4 separate regions of the Sus scrofa genome follow, and all the other regions are linked to region 4. A link is a contact called in public promoter capture Hi-C and targeted proximity ligation data. All regions are on one chromosome and are shown on one strand. The core of a region is the stretch at or near the end of the contact, and the rest is flanking DNA. Distances in the headings are between cores, read along the strand shown. Region 1 overlaps PAG1 (phosphoprotein associated with glycosphingolipid-enriched microdomains 1). Region 2 holds the start of PAG1 (phosphoprotein associated with glycosphingolipid-enriched microdomains 1). Region 3 has its middle 45 kb from the start of FABP5. Region 4 holds the start of ZBTB10 (zinc finger and BTB domain-containing protein 10).

The links. Promoter capture Hi-C pulls out the DNA fragments that hold promoters and counts their contacts.
Region 1: a contact with region 4 is called in a targeted proximity ligation map of alveolar macrophages. A contact is called at or near these places in 10 of 47 Hi-C or Micro-C datasets (alveolar macrophages, brain, embryonic fibroblasts and 6 more) and 2 of 2 datasets of targeted methods (alveolar macrophages and skeletal muscle).
Region 2: a contact with region 4 is called in a targeted proximity ligation map of alveolar macrophages. A contact is called at or near these places in 2 of 47 Hi-C or Micro-C datasets (adipocytes and embryonic fibroblasts) and 1 of 2 datasets of targeted methods (alveolar macrophages).
Region 3: a contact with region 4 is called in a promoter capture Hi-C map of liver, with 7 times the contacts expected there. A contact is called at or near these places in 2 of 5 promoter capture datasets (fetal liver and liver), 4 of 47 Hi-C or Micro-C datasets (embryonic fibroblasts, omental adipose tissue, retroperitoneal adipose tissue and 1 more) and 1 of 2 datasets of targeted methods (skeletal muscle).

The regions. Positions count from the first base shown.
Region 1 is chr4:55,584,017-55,586,797 of Sscrofa11.1, reverse strand. All of the region lies in intron 3 of PAG1 (phosphoprotein associated with glycosphingolipid-enriched microdomains 1), which reads right to left. Among named protein-coding and RNA genes, the nearest start is that of PAG1, 130 kb to the right of the region's middle.
Region 2 is chr4:55,449,441-55,452,554 of Sscrofa11.1, reverse strand. PAG1 (phosphoprotein associated with glycosphingolipid-enriched microdomains 1) reads right to left here and starts at 1,731. Exons shown (of 9, transcript XM_021089173.1): 1 at 1,213-1,731.
Region 3 is chr4:55,326,650-55,329,468 of Sscrofa11.1, reverse strand. No RefSeq gene overlaps it. Among named protein-coding and RNA genes, the nearest start is that of FABP5, 45 kb to the right of the region's middle.
Region 4 is chr4:56,173,072-56,175,829 of Sscrofa11.1, reverse strand. It overlaps ZBTB10 (zinc finger and BTB domain-containing protein 10), which reads left to right and starts at 1,493. Exons shown (of 6, transcript XM_005663005.3): 1 at 1,493-2,547. The coding sequence starts at 1,570. It overlaps LOC110260268 (a long non-coding RNA gene), which reads right to left and starts at 795. Exons shown (of 2, transcript XR_002343237.1): 1 at 204-795.

The DNA of each region.
Region 1 (2,781 bases), core at 133-2,632, 590 kb after region 4:
GGCAACGCGGGGTCCTTAATCCACTTAGCGAGGCCAGGGATTGAACCAGCATCCTCATGGATACTAGTCGGATTTGTTTCTGCTGCGCCACAACAAGAACTCCCATTTTCTGCTAATTCTTTTAGCAAGTAAAATATCTTCTGAGCATCCAGATTCAACTCATACTAGCAGAAATATATGAACAATTTGGGATGATTGCTCATGAGTTTTCTTGGGGATATTTAAGCCTATTTCTCTCAATCCTGTTTCTATCTGTCTCAATTAAATTGCATTCAATTACAGAATAGGAGTTCCCGTCGTGGCGCAGTGGTTAACAATCCGAGTAGGAACCATGAGGTTTCGGGTTCGGTCCCTGGCCTTGCTCAGTGGGTAAAGGATCCGGCGTTGCTATGAGCTGTGGTGTGGGGTGCAGATGAGGCTTGGATCCCGAGTTGCTGTGGTTCTGGCGTAGGCTAGTGGCTATGGCTCCGATTGGACCCCTAGCCTGGGAATCTCCATATGCCGCTGGAGAGGCCCAAGAAATGGCAAAAAAAAAGACAAAAAATTACAGAACAGCATGTCTTCAAAGATAAAAAAAACTATCTCACTGTCAGACCACATGTGTAAATATTCTGAGTTACTGAACAGAGGGCAAAGGAGGACCATTCACTGTACCTCAGCTAACATTTATTAGGGCACCTGAATGCCCCAGATGTATTGCAAAGGATATAAGATTAACGAAATAGCAGACTTAATTTAATAGTTGTACGTCAAATATCTTTGTTTCAGAATAGGATTCACCATTGGCTGCATGATGTACAGTCATGACCAGAGGCTATAATTTAATGATGATATTACTCTACAAGAGGCAGTGGCATTTCCCACTCCCCTGACCCTCTCAATTTTATATCATTTCAGGCCACTGTAGGAGCTTGTCATTTGACATTGAGAAAGGCTGGTGCCTGAATTTACAGGACTTCTGTTGGGATTCTTTTTTTGTTTGTTTGTTTTGTTTTTTAGGGCTGCATGTGTGGCAAATGGAAGTTCCCAGGCTAGGAGTCGAATTGGAGCTGCACCTGCCAGACTACGTCACAGCCAGAGCAAGGATGGATTCTTAACTCACTAAGCCAGGCCAGGGATTGAACCCGCATCCTCATGGATACTAGCTATGTTTGTTACCACTAAGCCACAATGGGAACTCCTGGGGATTTTTTTAGAAGCTGGGATGAATAACTATTTTGGACTGAAAGCTCTATGATTGCTCATAATTTTATGTCCATTCATTTCATGGTTTTAATCAACAGATGATCTTGAGAAAAACCAAGGGCCTTCTACTTCAAAAGCAGGTGCCACTTTTAACCACAAGAGGGCAGTAAAACTCTAGTCTCAGCCCTAATGGGCAGCCTCCTGGACAGACCTGTTACAGCTGTTTGTGCCTATGCTGAGCATTTTCATTGTCTTCATAAGCCTGGACTTCCAGGCACCCCCAATCAATTCCAACAAGAAGGGAAACAAAAACCAGATGAAATTAATGAAAGTTGTAGCCCAAATCCCAACTATGCATTTCTTTAGCCAAACACATTTATTGGGTAAGTGCTCGGATTACTGCAAATTGTGTAAACAGTAATTTGGTAGTGTTGGGATGGGATGGCAGGTGAAATTCGCTACAGAAGTGGACCATCAGGAGTTCCCGTCGTGGCGCAGTGGTTAACGAATCCGACTAGGAACCATGAGGTTTCGGGTTCGATCTCTGGCCTCGCTCAGTGGGTTAAGGATCCAGCATTGCTGTGAGCTGTGGTGTAGGTTGCAGATGCGGCTCAGATCCCGCGTTGCTGTGTTGCTGTGGCTGTGGCTGTGGCCGGCGGCTACAGCTCTGATTTGACCCCTATCCTGGGAACCTCCATGTGCCGTGGGAGTGGCCCAAGAAATGGCAAAAAGACCAAAAAAAAAGAAGTGGACACTCAGTTTCTCTGAAGCTGCTGAGCTCAGTAATGATAGTCATTTCCATTTTACAGCTGTCCTAGTTGACACATAATTAAGCACGATGGAAACTACCTCCTACCTGGCTCCTCACGATGGCCAAAATAAGGAGGTCCTTGAGCCCCATGAGAACGCCTCCTTCCTGGTCATCACAGGCGTGGGAACCATGCAGTAAAAGGACACTTTACGAGCAACACATTAACCAAACGCATTTAACGAGGGCTGAGGAGCCAACATCTGCTGGGCTTCTGACCTGCAAAGCACGTGGCTTACACAGGCTACATGAACCTCTCCACAGCATTCTCCGGTCTCCCTAAAGAGTCTGAAACGGAAGTATTTAAAGCCCAAGGTTCTCTGCCAAACCAGTCATTACTAAGATTTTCCTATTTCCCTCTTTTCCTGAATCGGGGGAAACACACTCAGAGGGCACAAGGTGGTACAGGACTCCCAGGTGAATTTTCTTCTTTAGAGTTTTTTTTTTTTTTTTTTTTTTTTTTTTTTTGGCTTTTCTAGGGCCACTTCCTGCGGCATATGGAGGTTCCCAGGCTAGGGGTCTAATCACAGCTGTAGCCACTGGCTACAGCCACAGCAACGCCAGATCTCAGGCACATCTGCAACCTATACCACAGCTCACAGCAACACCGGATCCTTAACCCACTGAGCGAGGCCAGGGATTGAACCCGCAATCTCATGGTTCCTAGGTGGATTCGTTAACCACTGCACCACGACGGGAACTCCTAGAGTTTACACAAACATTTTATAACATCACCTGGGAGCAAGATCTTGACAGTTCTTCCTGCGACACCTTGAAGCTTGAGAGAT
Region 2 (3,114 bases), core at 482-2,981, 720 kb after region 4:
TCTGGGGGACAGATGAGAGAGAAAGGTTAAAGAATTCTATCCTTCAAAGAAGGCCAGGGCAGCTACCTATAAATCATGCTCTTTGTTTATTAAGATAATTAAGCCCATCAGAACACTTAACTTTCAGACTCAACAACTGCCTGGTATGAACAATTTCCACTTTTTCTAAAACAAAAGGGATGTGTTCAAAGGGTCCTCTGCAAGCTCCCTGCACAATGCCTGCTATTTTAAAACATGATTTATGTGTCTAATTCCTGGAGCTGCCTTGAAAAATATACTGGGTTTTTCCTCGAACGCTCCCTATTAGGAGAAGACACTCCAATCCGAAGAGTGCACTCTGTTTCAGACTACAGGGCGCTATATCATGTCAGCATTTTCATTAAATACATTCAAGCTGGACTTTAAACAAATGGAATGAAGAGCCACAGCTGCAGCCACTGCAGAGAGTCACAGTTATCCTGCCGAGAGGCTTACATAAGAGGTGCAGGACAGTCAGGGTGAGACCCAAGTGTCATCATCTCAATTCCACTGCTTTGAGACTTGCCCACATCCTTACAGTGTATGAAATCACATACACTGCGCCGATTTCTCATTTTATCTGCCTTATGGCGCAAAAGTCTGGGTTGATATATAAGTTGTTTTTCCTTGAAGGATTGGGCTCCAATTACGGAAACGGTGGCAACTTCTGCCTAGGGGGAAGAGTAAAGTGGGATGTGCGCGGGAAGCCGGGAAGCCTGGAAGCCTGGAAGCCTGGAAGCCTGAGAAGGAATGACTTAGCTCCCATCCCCAAAGAGCGAATGCACCCAGGAATATTACTGGAGTCACTCCCCTGGGGACCTGGGATGGAGGTGACAAGAACCGCCCCCCCCCACCCCGCACGCTCTCTCTCTCACACACACACACACACACACACACACACACACATTCAATGGGGTCGGAATGTGCAATCAGCAGCAGGCGAAATGCCCTCGGAGCACCTGTCCTCTCACAGCACATTTCCAACTGGCACGTTCAGCAAAGGCTGGAGCCAGCCCGCGCTGCACCGCTGCCTCTCCCCGCGCGCTCTGTCCACGGCTTCGCACCCTGAACTCCCCAAGCTGGAACCCTGCTAACAAGAGGGGCCACCCCCGGCTTCCCACGGCGTGAAGATAGTAAAAGCGAACCTCCCCTTCCCACGGCGCTCTCCAACTTCAGAAACTACAGTCAACTTACTGGGACGCAGGCGATAGGGAGCCTTCTTCGGGGGGACCCGCGCTCCGGCTGTGCACAGCCTGGCTGGCTCCGCACTGCCCCGGCGGCGGCCAGTGCGGGGAGAGGCGCTGGCGCTCTGCACCAGCTGCCTGGGCTCCGAGATGCCCGGAGCCCAACACTCGCCAAGGCGCACCGCGCGGCGGCGGCGACAGCGACAGAGGCTGCACCCGGCCGCGCAGTCCCGAGCGCTGCAGCTGCCCCAGCCCTGGAGTGCGGCGCTCCGAGCCCCTGGTGCGTGTCTCCTGCTCCCAGGGAATCGCGACTCAACAAGGAAGGCGGTCAAGGAAAAAACCGAAGAGCTGTTGCAGGGGGTAGAGCTGCCAGCCCGTTCCCCAGCGATCCGTCACACAGCCCGCGCGCCGGCGGGCGAGCGAGCGAACAAGCTGGCGGACAGGCACCGCAGTCGGCACTCGCCTCGGCGCCGCGGAGAATGACAAGCGCCGAGGCGGTGCAGCGGTGCGGGGCGCCGGGCGCGAGTGCGCATGAGCCCGGCCCGCTGCGGCACGTCACCGAGGAGGGCGGGGCGGGGAGGGGGCGAGCCGGGCGGGGCTGGGTGGGGGTGCGGGGCGGACCCGGGCGCGGCGTCCTGCTCCCTCTCGGGGAGATACAGGAAGTCTCCCGCCCAGGGTTTTGTGAACCTCAAGCTGTGTGGTTGAACTTGTTTGTCACCAGAGTTCATTGTCCTTTCAAAACCACTGTTTACTCTAAGAGATTTTTAGGGCGCGGAGGGCCAGCCCACAAAAGCCAATTTAACTCAGGTTGTTTAGGGGACAATGTACCTTGGCTGTACATTAAAATAATTTAGGGAGGTCTTAAGAGCCCTTTTGCCCTGGCCGCACCCCAGAATCTGGACTAGTAAGTAAGTACCTGAGACTCTCAGGATGGGGCCCAGGTACCATTAGGTGGTAAAGCTTCCCAGGTTAATACTGGGGTTCAGCAAAGTTTCTCAAACTTTTAATGTATGACAGAATCTTCTGGGGATTTTGTTAAAAAGTCGGGTTCTGATTCAGTAAGTTGGGGTGCAAGGGGAGATTCTTCATTTCTAACAAGCTTTCAGATGATGCCAGCGCTGCAGGTCCAGACCACCTAATCTTTGCTTCTGTAAGTGTGGTCTAGAATCTGGAGCAGAGCTCCTGGTCTGCGCAAAAATCACCTGAGTAGCTTTTTTTTTTTTTTTTTTTTTTTAAATGCAGAGCATATTCCTAGGCCCTACCCACACTGGTTGCAGTTCAACCGCTGGGCAAAGCTGGGGTTCTGGAATTCCATTCCTAAGGAGGACTCAAGGTGATCTGATATAAGTGTTGTCTGAATCAAACTTGAGGATATTAGATTAGCACCTAGGAGCTGGGAATAGACTTTTGCAGGGAAAAGCACCAAGCCTGGTGTACAACTCAGGACATCTGACTCCAAGTCCAACAAGTAATGCATAACAATTTATCTGAGTAGTGCAAATATTACTCATTACTTAGTAGGAAGTATCTATAAATCATTTTAAAGATACAAGACACTATATTCTTTACACCTATCATTAAAGGAAGCTTAAAGCTGGCCTGGGAGGAAGGCTGATCAGGAGGGGAGGGGTAGGGATAGGGAGCAAAGTGAAATAAGGGAGGTTAGATGGATTGTTCCATAGTGCATGGCAGAAGGGAGGGTAGGTAGGAGGAAACAAACTTGGACTCAACCTTAGTCCTGGAAGGGAGCCTTGGAGAAGATCCAGGGTCCAGGCTTGGCCTCCTGCCTCATAGCACAGGATGAAACACAGGTGTTCAAGAGCTTATGAATGTATGATACATCCTATACATTATGTCACTACATCTCACAAAGTTCTTATAAATTGAATAAAAAAAGATTTATGTTCGTTTT
Region 3 (2,819 bases), core at 24-2,523, 850 kb after region 4:
TTGTGTTCTTCAGTGACGTGTTTTCTGACTAGGATTTTTTCTTTTTTCTTTTAAACAGGACTGGGGCTGTGCAGGGGTTCTGGGAGAGGCTGAATTGCCCCAGGATCATGCTCTTTCTAGGAAACAGGAACTAGGGGGTCAAGGTTTGTGTGGGTTCAGTGTCATCTGAACTTGATGCGCCTTGGCCTCATGTGTCCCTTCCATGTTTAGAAGGTCCCTCTCTTGGGCCTATCATTTCACAGAAGCCCCAGGATATGGTGATTTGGGTGGAGCCTGTATTTTATCTCAAGGTTTGGAGGAATGTCATGTTGATCTATTCCCACTAGAAGCTGGGTACTTCTATGAGTGAACTTCCTGAGAGTCCATGCCATTAATAGATAGGACAATTTTAGCTCTTTGAGCAAAGGTCTCTTGAGTTTTGACTTCAACCTGAAAAACAGATGACAAATGATAGCATTAGGTTCTGCCTGTTAAACTGATTTCCTGGATGATGTTTCTCTTGCATAATCCCTGTTAAATATTTGTACCTGATTCACCTGAGTTAAACAGTTGCAAATTTCCCAGGGTGGAGGAATAGGTACAAGTCAACCCAGGGTACAAATATGGTGCCTAAGTCAGGCCCTGGCGAGTCTTCATTCCCTAAAACGAGGTGTAGCACTCTCATTTTTTACTGTAGCGGACAAAGACATGGTGATTGAAACCAGAAAGAGCCTCATTTAAAAAGGCCAGGCGCCTAGTACCCCCTCCTCTGTGAAGGAAGAAATGAGAAGACATAACCTTTTTATTTATGTATTTTTTAATTGTTTTTTATTTTTTGGCTTTTTAGGGCCACACCCACGGCATACGGAAATTCCCAAGCTAGGGGTCGAATTGGAGCCACATCCACAGCAAGGCGGGATCAAGCCTCATCTGCGGCCTATGCCACAGCTCACGGCAACACCGGATCCTTAACCCACTGAGAGAAGCCAGAGATTGAACCCACAGCCTCATGGTACTAGTTGGATTTGTTACCTCTGAGCCACCATAGGAACTCCTCTTTAGTTTTATGTTGTAGATTACACATTTCTAAATATGTGGGAAATTATCAAAGATTGTGGTTCTTGATTTTGAAAAATGAAATTTTTCCTGTTAAAGTGTAACTATATAGGCATGCATATTAGCCCTATCTTTGCTTAATTTGGAGAGAATCAGCTGTTTCTAATCATTGCTTAAACCCCATAAAGGTTTCCAAGATTGGACCGCACCCAGTCCAAACTCTATCCAAGGTGGGCCAGTTCTGCCATCTAGTGGCCACCTTGTTGAACTACATCAGAGGGCATTCTGCGGTCTAGTCTGTTCTAGTCCTGAGAATTACTTTTAATTTAATGAGTCATGTGATTAGTTTTGGCCTTCATGTCTTTTCATTCCTACCTACTATCTGTGTGACTTGGGAAAATTATTTAATATTTCTGTGACTCAGTCTATCCATCTGCAGAATGGGGATAAGGACCTACTTCCTGTGATTTTCATGAGGCTCATGTGAGATAATATATGGAAAACGCTTAACAGAAGGCCTAGGCACAGGTAAATCCTGAATAAAATTTTATATTTTTATTATATTTCCTAATATAATTATAATTTTGCAAGTCCAGAACTGAAAATAAAAATAGGCTGAAACATAGAGTTCCCACTGTGACTCAGTGGTAATGAACCCAACCAGGATCCATGAGGATATGGGTTCAATCCCTGACCTTGCTCAGTGGGTTAAGGATCCAGCATTGCCTTGAGCTGTGGTGTAGGTCACAGACACAGCTCGGATCCTGCAATCCTGTGGTTCTGGCGCAGGCCGGAGGCTGCAGCTCTGATTCAACCCCTGGCCTGGGAACCTCCATATGCTGGGAGTATGGCCTTAAAAAGACCAAAAAAAAAAAAAAAAAAAAAAAAAAAAAAAGGCCAAAACATGGGAAATCGAGATATGGATATATGAGTATTTCAGAATAAATTAAATATACAATATCCAAAGCTTGGAAGAAGATCAAGTTTATTTAGGCTTCTCGTGTACACTGCCAACAATTGTATCATTGCAATTATGCCCACCTCATTCCAAGTCTTTCCCCACGTCATACTGAATGTTCCCACATGGCAGACAACTCATTACCCTGCATGCGTTTTAAGGCCTTTCTTCCTCTTTCAGGAACATTCTCCCTTTCAATTTTATATTTCACAACCCTTAATTCCTAACTCAAATGCCAGCTTCCTGTACACACTCCTCCAGGGCTGCAAGTAAAGTAGATCTTGCCTTTCATCTCTAGCAGAGCATTTGATGCACATGGATGTGCTGGAGACAGCTGGGAATCTGTGTGTGTGGCCACATCACTACAGGGTGATGTGCTTGCTGTGAGATGTTATATATTATCTTTGTATCTTCTCTCCCCCAACCCAAGGCCTAACACAAAGACTCCACACAAAAAATGCTCCATAGAAGGTTGTAGAACTGAAATAAAATCTTGGAGTTCCCCTCGTGGCACAGTGGTTAATGAATCCGACTAGGAACCATGAGGTTGAGGGTTCGATCTCTGCCCTTGCTCAGTGGGTTAAAGGATCCAACGTTGCCGTGAGCTGTGGTGTAGTTTGTAGACGCGGCTCGGATCCTGTGTTGCTGTGGCTCTGGTGTAGGCCAATGGCTACAGCTCCGATTGGACCCCTAGACTGGAAACCTCCATATGCCACCAGAGTGGCCCAAGAAATAGCAAAAAGACAAAAAAAAAAAAAAAAATCTTGGCAAACAAATATGTAGAACAGTTTTTTAAGAAGGCCGAATGACTCTTAGAAGCATCTAA
Region 4 (2,758 bases), core at 244-2,743:
TTCCCGCTCAATCTGTTCTTCTAATCATTCTAAATTCCATATGCAGTGTAAACAGTTAAAAAACAAGTCCTAAAAAGCAATTCCTGTCATACACACGTTCTTCTTCGGAGTCGCACACGGCGTCAGTATAAGCAGACTCCTCCCCACTCCTGGGGAAAACCCTGCCTAATATTTATAACGTTATGACATACTGTAATACTCACAAGGTGGTTGTAGAAGTATAAACACGACTGGGGTTATCTGATTGGCTGCCGGTGATGTAACACCCATGTCAATACTTCCCACTGAACGCACGTGTTCGACCTTTTATTTAAATTTCCATTTCATCACAGCAATAAGACACTCGGGGCGGTGCATTTTCTGTGAAATGATTATTGCCCTGGGCCTGAGGTGCTGCCTCGCGCACACAATGCACCAGACAAGGAGGTGTCCGTGGTTGCAATCTCCTCGCGTGAAAGGCACCGCCTGGTCCAGTCTTTGTGAAGGAACAAAATAAGTTCACTTCCTCGGGCACCGCCGCCCACCCCCAGCAAATGACACGGCTGGAGCGCGGCTCCCACCGCACAGTTTATTTCCAAAGTCCCAGGTGAACTCGTGGCGAGAGAAGGAAAATGTGCCTCCTGGGCGCGGGTAGGTGCGTGCGGGCAGCGGGGAGGCGGCCAGACCCTGACACTCGCCAGCTGTTTGTCCTCCGCGGAGCCCGGCCCCGGCCGCACACGCCCGCCCCCTCCCCGAGACCCCCAGCCCGCCGCCCGGCCTTTTGTCCCCCGCCCCTCGGCCGACTTCCTTCCCCGCGGCCGCACCCCCGCCCCCAGGCCGGAGGCGCGGCCCGGCCCCTTTCCCGGTCCCCTGGCGCCCCCACCCCACCCCAGCCCAGCCCCAAGCCCAGCCCCCCTCCCCCAGCCCGGCCCCCACCCTTTCCCCCTCCAGCGGTTACTGCTACCCCGGTGCATTGTGGGCGCACGGTCCGTTGTTCATTTGCCATTCGACCTCCGCCAGGGCCTGGTCGGACGGAAACGCTCCGCCGGCTTTATTGTCGGTTCGTTATGTGGCGGAGCCCGGCAGTTTAACGTGCCTGTCGCCCTCACCGCCTCGGAAGCCGGCGGCGGCGGCGGCGTCGGGACTCCTCGGCGCGCCGGAGGAAGGATATCTGTTTGCAGGGTCGGTGTGTGCGCGCGGCTTTAAAGAGGGGGCAGCGGAGGGTCTCCCCGCACTCCGCCTCTCAACTTCGAAGGCCCCACGCGCCCGGGCTCGCTGCTCACCTCTCCGCCGCCCGCCCCCTTCTCCGCGCGGGACGCTGCCTGGAGCGCAGCGGGGCGGGGGTGGAGGACGAGGAGGCGGCTGGAGGCGGCGGCCCGGCGGCCGGCGGCGGCGACGGACGCGTGAGGCAGCCCCGGGAACGAGCGCGAGCCGGGCGGCCGGGCGGGAGGGCGAGGCCGAGCCCCGCGAGACCGGAACGCCCGGGGTGGGGGCGGGGGCGAAGCGGAGGGGGAGCGGCGGGGAGCGCGCGGGACGCGGCCCGAGGCCGGGCGCGAGCCGGGGCACCGGGCGGCGGCGGCGGCGCGCGCCATGTCGTTCAGTGAAATGAACCGCAGGACGCTGGCGTTCCGAGGAGGCGGGTTGGTCACCGCCAGCGGTGGCGGCGGCGGCGGCTCCGTGAACAATAACGTTGGCGGGGAGGCCTCGGCTTGGCCCCAGCAGCCCCAGCCCAGACAGCCCCAGCCGCCAGCGCCGCAGCAGCTCAATGGGCGGGGGGCCGACGAGGAAGTGGAATTGGAGGGCCTGGAGCCCCAAGACCTGGAGGCCTCCGCTGGGGCGGCCGCCGCCGCCTCCGAGGAGACCAAGGAGTTGCTGCTCCCCCAAGACGCGGGCGGCCCCACTTCGCTGGGCGGCGGCGGCGCGGGGGGCCCCCTGCTAGCGGAAAGGAACCGTCGGACTCTGGCCTTCCGCGGCGGCGGCGGCGGCGGGGGGCTCGGCAACAATGGCAGTAGCCGCGGCCGCCCCGAGACCTCGGCGTGGCCCCTGAGGCATTTCAATGGGCGAGGGCCGGCGGCCGTGGAGCTGGAGCTGGACGCGCTGGAGGGGAAAGAGTTGATGCCGGACGGCGCGTCCCTGAGCGACAGCACCGAGGACGAAGAGGAGGGGGCGAGCCTGGGCGACGGCAGCGGGGCGGAAGGCGGCAGCTGCAGCAGCAGCAGGCGGTCGGGCGGCGATGGCGGGGACGAAGCGGAGGGCAGCGGTGTGGGAGCTGGCGAAGGAGAGACGGTCCAGCACTTCCCGCTCGCGCGGCCCAAGTCTCTAATGCAGAAGCTCCAGTGCTCCTTCCAGACCGCCTGGCTCAAAGATTTTCCCTGGCTGCGCTATTCCAAGGATACTGGCCTTATGTCTTGCGGCTGGTGCCAAAAGACCCCCGAGGACGGGGCGAGCGGGGACCTGCCTCAAATGGGGCACGACGAGCTTTCGCGAGGGACCCGCAACTACAAGAAAACCCTCCTTCTGAGGCACCACGTCTCTACCGAGCACAAACTCCACGAAGCCAACGCCCAGGTACGGTATACACTGCTGCTACTTTTTCAGTTTGGGGTGGTATGGGGGGGGTTATCAACTAAAAAAAACCAAAAACCTCGAAACCGCTTTCCTGAGTGAAGGCGTCTTTCCTGTTGGGAGAGAGGTGTAGGAATCTTACGGGTGGGGGTTTTGAAAGCCTGGGAACAAGTTTTCGAAAGTTATGGGGGAGGGAGGGGGAGGGGATGACAAT